Linked DNA regions of Mus musculus: region 1 is linked to region 2. The links are chromatin contacts, called in public HiChIP or PLAC-seq maps. All regions are on one chromosome and are shown on one strand. The core of a region is the stretch at or near the end of the contact, and the rest is flanking DNA. Distances in the headings are between cores, read along the strand shown.

What was found. HiChIP or PLAC-seq counts read pairs in DNA pulled down with a chosen protein or histone mark.
Region 1: a contact with region 2 is called in an H3K4me3 HiChIP or PLAC-seq map of bone marrow-derived macrophages, with 4 times the contacts expected there. The contact joins two enhancer-like sites. A contact is called at or near these places in 1 of 15 datasets of contacts at CTCF or cohesin (CD8 T cells), 1 of 484 Hi-C or Micro-C datasets (nephron progenitors) and 2 of 115 datasets of contacts at active chromatin or transcription factors (CD8 T cells and bone marrow-derived macrophages).

The regions. Positions count from the first base shown.
Region 1 is chr16:49,904,793-49,908,962 of GRCm38.p6, forward strand. It overlaps Cd47 (CD47 antigen (Rh-related antigen, integrin-associated signal transducer)), which reads left to right. Exons shown (of 9, transcript NM_001368415.1): 8 at 1,989-2,020. Among named protein-coding and RNA genes, the nearest start is that of Gm19723, 49 kb to the right of the region's middle. Within about 2 kb of position 2,734, at least 87 of the 459 cell types and tissues checked have an H3K27ac peak or open chromatin away from gene starts, as enhancers often do. A contact at or near this core is called in bone marrow-derived macrophages, where this site is marked.
Region 2 is chr16:49,839,040-49,843,408 of GRCm38.p6, forward strand. It overlaps Gm4633. Among named protein-coding and RNA genes, the nearest start is that of Cd47, 14 kb to the right of the region's middle. Within about 2 kb of position 1,257, at least 197 of the 459 cell types and tissues checked have an H3K27ac peak or open chromatin away from gene starts, as enhancers often do. A contact at or near this core is called in bone marrow-derived macrophages, where this site is marked.

The sequences.
Region 1 (4,170 bases), core at 1,484-3,983, 67 kb after region 2:
TGTGTCCTTCGACATTCTCATACAGGTGTTTATAGAATACATTCTGATTACTGTCACCCTCCATGTGGCCTTTCCTCAGCACCCCATCAACCCACTCTCCTCCCTGCAAATCTCGTTGCTGTATTCATGAGATACAGCATGGAACTCTTTGTGTTTTAAGACTCAATGGGTTTAACCAGGGCCATCTAAGTGACCATGAGTTTGGAATGGTCTACTGGAGCCCGACAGGCTCATGAGTATTTATTCAGCTGAGGGAATGCCTCTCCAGGGCTCAGAATCTTTCCTTAGCCATTTCTTTGATGGAAGGGATCCAGGCCTCTTGGGTCCCCCTCCCCCCCCATCAGCACCTGGCTTCTGACAGGCCCAGTCTTGTTGAGGTGTACTGCAGGCAAGTGTAATTGCGTTGGGTTCATGGTTAGAATGTGTGTAGCATGCCCAGAAGATAGCAGTCATGTAGCTCTGGTTTCTGTCGTCCACCCCTTATCTTCCTTCTGCCCTTTCTTCCCCAGTGTTCCCTGGGCCTCAATGGGGGATGGGGTAACTGCCTCATTTATAGCTGAGCACTTACTTCTCCCTGTTACTTGAGTTCAGTTTACGTAACTTAAGAATGACTGCATTTTTCTCCCAATCTCCTGCCTAACTGTGTGATACACTCCATAGCTGCTTCTTTCTTCATTCCCACCACTCCAAATTCTTCCTTGCCTACTTTCTCTCTTCTTTTGAAACCTGTCCCTCCTATCCCTATGTTTCTAGTTGTTTGTAATTTAACCTCTTCTAATTCTAGTGGTAATGTGATGTGTATGTCTGGCCTGGTGGCTGCACTTTTCCAGTTTGAGAAAGCCTGGTCTTCATTAGCGTTAGACGCTTGCTGAGTCTGCACGGGCAGGGTAGGGGAACTTGGCTGTCTTGGGCGTGCCTCTGTGTGCTAGCCAGTTGGGTTTCTGTGGAATCCTATAAGCCCTAACACTGTTTCTCGGCAGTCCAGAATGACTGGGAAATTACTCTGCATTGCTCCTGCCTTAAAACTACATTGTGTATTCCGCTGTGGCTCTCGGAGTGCTTACACTGTTTAAAAAACCTGGAAGCTTGGAGTTCTCAAACTGAGATGGGTGGGGTAGGAAATTGTGCCTAGGAAAAGAATCCTGAGTTGTTGAGAGACTATTTCTGGTCACGTTTTCCTGTTCTTGGGACACAGGCTATGTGTTAAGACCTGCTTTCCTTGCTCTCTATGGCTCCCTGAACTGGTTTTACAAGGAAGTTTTCTTTTCTTTTTTCTTGTCTTTTTTTAAAACCAGTCTAATGTTGTTCTTTTCCCTCTTGTCATTTAGTTCCTGCCCTCTATTATTGCATCTTCATTAGCTAATCTGTGCAGAAGCAGTAAAGGTTGCAACTCAAAACACCAGGGAGGAATACACAGAGGGAGGAGCCCTGGTTTGGTTTGAAACTACCAATCTGGGGTAGCTCTAAGCTCGAGGGAGGGAGGGAGGGAGGGGGCGTTGAAGGGCTCATGCTTTGTTGTAGCGTGCTAGCTGCCTAGAGCTTTGAGGACTGGGAATATGAGAGAAAGGAAGAAAAGGCTGCTCAGTTCGGAACAAGGAGAGTGTGTTGAGAGAGGGGAAGTCACTCGTTGCCCTATTCTGGCCATCCCAGCTGGGAAGGAGAAAGAGATGGTACCCTGGTAACAGTGAGTAGTTGACAGCCTCTCTTCAACATGAGGTATGACAGGTATCTGACATGAGAGAGGCATGTGCACATGAGTGAGTCTATTTTTTTTTATTTGCTGTAGGCATCTCTTTGCTTTTCTCCTGTCAATGCATTTAATCAAGAGTCCTCTGTAGTTTTCAAGTAGACCATCAAAGCTACAACTCCTGCACTGGAGTCTCTAGTACCTTCTGGCTTTAGTCCTGAACATGTATGTTATCTTAAAATTAAGTATTATATTGCTTTATGTATCTTATTGGTTGCATTTATGCTTTTATTTATACCAGCTTCCAACCAGAGGACTATCCAACCTCCTAGGGTAAGTCCAAGTTTATGAAATTAATTAAAAGCAGTTGTTTGGTGGATTAAAATGAGGGGTTGGAACATTGGACTGTTTGGTTCTATGCTTAATGTGACATCAAATTAAGGCAATGCTGAAGTCATTTCAGGGCCTGTGTATGAATAGGTCTGTTTGTGTCATAAGATTTACCTTGAGGCATTTAAGTACTGATGAGACAGAAGTGTCCCTGTAAGTTTGTACTCCCTATGTAGATGCAGAATCTATGAGGGGGAATATAATTATCTCTTCCATCAGCAGGAAGCTGATTCCACTGTGTCTCCCCATCTGTTGGATTTGTGTGATGTGAGTTTATAGAGTGACAGTTTTGAGCACGACATTAAGGAAGAAAAGTTTGTGTTAAATTGACTTCCTTAAAAAGTATAGTCTGTAAGGTATATGTTGTTGAAGAGATCCATTCCAAATAATGACCTACGATTTTATCAGCATTTTTCCTTCCTAAAGGTTTTATTGTATTTGAATACCTCCATAAGGTCTTTGGGAAAATTCTAAGAAAAAGATCAAATTCAGGAGGAAATGTATGAGAAAAAAAATTACTGTATAAACTCACCATGGTGACAGACCTGAGAGTTCTTACATGGAATTAAGATCTGAAGTGGGAGTATATTGGACTCAGCTTCCTGTCCACAGTGACTGGCAGATAACTCTGGCAGCCTCTAAGGACACGCCCAAAGGGCGGGCTTGGGAGAATGTGTTAATTCACCTCTGCCTCTTATTCTGAGGAGACTGGTGACACAGCTGTGTTAGCCACAAGCAGCTAACAGTTCTCCTAGAGCCGCTTAGAGATAACCTAAGCAATGGACCGTTAAATCCTACCAATTTTCTTGCTGTTACTGAGTTCAATTTGCATGATGTGAAAATGATTCTGCTTTGCTACCATCTCTTATTTAACTGTGTTTTCTATCTGTTACTGCAATTTGCATGTTTGTACATTAATACTTTTATAAGAATTTCTTGAACTGAGAATGGTGGGTGGAGTAGGGAATTATTCACAGAAAAAAATACTAAGAGAATAAGGCAGCTATTATTAAACTATTAACTAGCCTTGGGAAGCTTTGTTTCATTAGCTTTTGCTGTCTCATTTTGCTTTTAGACCATAGGATTCTCCACTTATAATACAAGTTCAATGATAGTGTAAGTTTTAGCATAAAACACATAAAGTAATGTACATTTTCTATAAATATATTTTAAATATTTTCCAGAAAGCTGTAGAGGAACCCCTTAACGGTATGTGATCATTATAAGTCTGGGTCTATTAGCAGATCGTAATTTGAACTGATCCTCAAAGACGTTAGAATGCCCACCAATCCCTTGGGAAGAATCCAGTTTGGGAGTTTTGTTTGTTTGCTTGCTTTTTTTGTTCATATGTTTTCTGGCCTTGATCTCTCAATACTTTCTTGATTCTTCATCAGAAATTGGCAGTGTTGCTTTTGTAATGTTCTCACTGTCCCGTGCTATACTGAGTGACATTTGGGCAAGGGGACCATTGAGCCTTTTTTTTTTTTTTTTTTTACTGGACAAGATGAAGTGTCACACCCTCAGTAAAGAATCATCCCTGTGGCTTCTGATTTCTAGAAAAATCCAGGCTGCCACTATGGAGTGATACCAAAATGTGTCACTTACTTTCTATGTAAATCTAGATCTGTATTCCCCAGAAAGTCTGTTTGCTTTTGTGGGTGCTGTGGGTGTGAGCTTTGCAATGAATGATAGCCTCAAATGAGTCTAGCTGTCTAGTTAAGGGATACTTGGCATTGTGTTGTTGGCATATCTGTTTATGTTGAGATTATTTCTAACTGTGAAATCTTACTAACTTGCCTTCTGACTAATTGCCTGCTTGTTACTAATCCTCAGCATTTAAAGAGTCAAAAGGAATGATGAATGACGGTAAGTATTAAGTTTGCATGTGATTGTGCCCTGGTTGATGCATGGACAGATGAGTTTTAGAGCTCACCCATGGTTGTGCACTGGTTGACACACATGGATGTTTACAAAGGAAGCAGAGAGCTTTCTTGAAATTACAACTTTTTTTAAAGAAAATGACAGGGACATTGTCAATCATGAATGTCCCAGTTTCTTGGTGTTTCCATCTTAGATCTAGCTTGGTGTTGTGT
Region 2 (4,369 bases), core at 7-2,506:
AATGGAAGGCAAGTATCAAACAAAGGTTTACTGTTTTGGTCTAATCTACTGTCCCTTTTTTGAGCTACTCCAAGCACTTCTGCAAACCTGAGATCAACTCTTAAAATTGGCTTTGCCTAACGGAATGATGCAATCTTAGCTCTTCTCTCAAATAGACATGTTAAAATTATTTTTTTTCTCCTTCTCTCTTTTTACCATTAATGTATTGAGCTCGGTACTTGAGGCCCCGAGGTAGTAAGTTCACGGCCGAAATATAGTTCTTAGTTCAAATAGTCAATAAAGTAGACTTTGAATATATTTATGCTTTCAGGGAGAGCGGTGAGGAAGACAGTAAAAAGAAATCAAAACTGAAAAAAAAACTGAACGTATCTAATATTTAAGAGCTTCCATGTACAGACTCGCCTAATTCCTTGTCTCAGACTGCTCTTGGGTAAAGCACGCAACAAAAGGTTGTCAGAAGAGTCAAACGATTTCTATTTCTATTTACTCTGAGCTTCTGAATTTTCCTTAGATTGATTAGATTTTAAGAAAGTAAAATACATTAAGGACACCGGTTGAGAAGGTTTGCTCTTCCCCTCCTGCAGTGAATACTGTCTTTCAGGCCTGGAGGACTCAAGGTCAGGGAATGCTGTAACCTTCCGAACTTAGCACAAAGGTGGCTTTTTTTCCACCCGGCTTTCTCTTCACTGGTTTTATGAGCCGGTGCCAGCTGAGTCTAGATGGTAGAGTTTTACACTTGAATGAAACACACCCTGCCCTCGGTTCTGGGAGCTCCACTCTGCTGCCTCCATCTGCTACCTCTGATAAATGCTCATATTTTAAATATGTTACAATCAGCATACGCCCAGTGCGGTTTTGCCTGCTCTTTGCTGTAAACAGCTCCACAGAGGGGGGAAGGGTGCCCTATGCCACAGACAAACGCCACTAGCTCAGCTGCTACCTGGGTGCAAAGCATCAAGGCAGAGGGAAGCCAGCTCTCAGTGAGAAGTGCTAGAAGGAAGAGGAAGAAAATTACGGTTGTCTGGAGGACCCTCCAGCAAAATGGCTATCAGAAGCCACGCATCGTTTGGGACATTTCCGAAGAGGGTGAACACATCTGAAGTTTCCTCATCTTGACCACATGGTGGATGGAAGGGAAATTTACATTGCTTCCCCTTTCTCAAGTAATCATAATCAACCGACTGCTTTTGCGGAAGACAGAGAAACACAGTGTGCCAGGTCTCTCTAAAGAGGAGGATCACAGAAGACGCTGCTGGGAACTGGGGTGTTACCATCACACAGTCATGTGATCAGAGACTATTGGAGCCAGGCAGAGTCAGGGAACATCCTGTCCAATTCCGTTATCCTAGAGGCATCTTAAATTCTTATGACTCAAGCTGACTCCTGGTGGCCTTTCTCCCACTTATCTCTCTTCCTTGTTTCCCTCGAGCCAGCAGAGCTGACTCTGCCTCTACTCATAACCAAATACCACAGAGCTACATTTCCTCCTGAATTTCTCTACTACCCCACATTTGGTCTGACAGCAAATGCTCTTGGTTCTCCTTTCGACACATAGAACTTGGTTCCCGGTTATTATCTGGTCTTCTTCGGCTCAAGCTTTATTTTATTTTATTTTTTGAAAAAAATCATATACAACTATACACTCACAGGATATATACAGGATGTATATGTGTAAGTATAAACATATACATACAATATACATGTGATATATATATCCTATGAAGCCCAGTTAGTGTTTCCTATATATACACAGGTTTAGGGCTAACCTTAGGCTTGGGCAACTTATCAGAGGAGGGTTCACTTATAAGGAGAACTGATTTTCCCCTCCCTCCTCAGCCTTTGACTGCCTGTATTTCTTCCTGTAGTGTATGGGCACAGGGGTCTTTGTGCTCAAACACATACTCTCGGGAACCTGGAAGGTTAAATACAAGGGGTAGCTTCCAGGGTGGGAATGTAAACTCTGTTTTCTGCCTGGAAGGCTGGAGCTAGTGTGCTTTCTAGCCTGGTGACCCTTGAGTGATCTGTGTGGCTGGACACTCTCCAGCCCCAGATTCTCTTCCAGACCCTTCTTTTGGATTTGTTTTTCTCATTTGATCTATAGAAGCCATCTTTCTGGTGAGTGTCACAGGTACGTTAACAGGGAGTTTTCAAGGCAGACATGACTTATCTGCATTTAGCTTACTTTGTTCCTCAAGGAGATTTATGCATGCTTTGTTGTGCACACAGGATTGAGTTAATTATCACAAGATTAGTTTCTACCAGATTGTGCTGTGCTTAAATATGTCTAAAATAAATCACCGGGGTCAGACTCCTGAAGTCTGAACCAACACTAGTTACTGAATTGTGTTATACTGAACTTGCCTCCTGCAGTTCATCACTCTGCTGCCCAGGAAGGTTTCAGAAGAAACATGCACATGCACGTGCACACACACACACACACACACACACACACACACACACACACACACACACACAATGGAGGAGTGGAAACTAATGAACTTCCCCCAAATCCATGTTAGTATGTCAACTGATGTAGTATTATTCAAGTGTTCTGTGGCAGCCATATTGTTGAGAGTTCGTAGATGCAACATTCCTGCCATGTCCAGAAGACACTACCCCACAGCCTTTGTCCTGGTCCTTTGGCTTCTACAATTTTTCTACCATTTCTTTCTTATTTTCCCTGAGTAGGTATGTCAGTTGGGGTTGGGCACCCCCTTGGATATTTTACCAGTTGTAGATCTCAGTAATAGTCCTCATCTGATGCCAAAAGAAGATTTTTGATGAAGGGCAAGAATTGAACTAATGTATATCTACAAGGGTAAATATTTAGAAGGCAGTTGTAGAGTATATTAATTTAACAAAATGGTAGTTATAATTTTTCTCTAGGGTCTATGACCTCTTCAGCATCAAGTTCTTGGCTTACAGTACAGAGCATGGGTTTCCTCTTACTGAGTTAGCCCTAAGTCCAATGAGAGAGTAGTTGATTATTTCCAAGATGTAATAGCCACTATTGCACTGTTGGTGATGTGATACTGGGCTTATAACTATTGTGGTTCATAAGAATTACAGTGGTGTTGGACTGTTGATAACTTTTTTTCCTTTGACAGCTGTCATAACAGCTTCCAACATTACGAGAGCTAGCTTTTAGGGAAGAGACTTCCAGGTCAGTACTAGTTTAAATTTTCCAAGTCTATGACTGTGATGTTTTCAGCAATGAGATCTTACCATCATGTTTTGGGAGACAGCCAAAAGCAATGGCAATAGCCTTCATTTTTTTGTGGTTATCTTGGCCCCCTGACCAATAACTTGAAGGAAAATATCCCTTTTCTGGCACTGGGGTGTCTGTTAAATAATCTATGACTTCTGTAGAGGGGCACATTATCTCTTTGTGTAGGTAACTCCAATCAGTCTATATACATATGTAGCATATGTATTTACATATATGTGTATTTTAAGTAAACTTCTAAAATAATACTTGCATTTAAACAACTTTCTAACATCTTTCCCTTGTATCACTGCAATGGTACAAAGGTCAGTTTGTGCAAAATAAAATAGCTACTATTTTAGTGACTTACATTTTAGTGGTCCATGGCCAAATTAATTAGCTGACTTCATTGAGTATCACAATAGAAGATTCAGTACACTCAAGAAACCTCCTAATTGAAAATATTTACCATCTTGGCTCTTAATTGAGTTTTCCAACATGTGTGTAGTGGCTATTCCTAGTTGTCAAGTTGACTATATCTGGGATGAACTACAATCCAGAATTGGAAGGGCTCACCTGCAATTCCGAACTTGAGGCTGGGAGATACAAGTTTTTGACCTGGATCTTGGCATGAAGATTTTAAGGTCTATGAATCCCAGGAGACTAAGGCAAGGAGATCTCTGAGTTCAAGGTCATCTGGGACAAAGCAAGTCCCAGATCCAGGCATGGTGGCATACACACCTTTAATCTGGGCCACACCTTCTGCTGGAGACCTACATAAGGACATTGGAAGAAGGAAGATTCTCTCTTCTTTGCCTGCTTGCCTAGTGGAACTGAGCAACTGCTAGATCCTTGGACTACCATTCACAGCTGCTACTGACCATTGTTGGGGAGTTGGATTACAGACTGTAAGTCATCAACAAATTCCCTTACTATACAGAAACTAACCATAAGTTCTGTGACTCTAGAGAACCCTGACTAATACGGAAGTTGATGTCAGGTGTGGGGTATTGCTGTGATAGTCCTGACCATGCTTTTGTTTGGAAGAATGTGGATTTTGGGACTTTGGATTTGGAAAGTGGTGTAATGCTTTAAATGGGGCTTAATGGGATAACCTAGTAGGACTATGAAAGATTTTGTTACTGAGAGTAATTTGAATTGTGT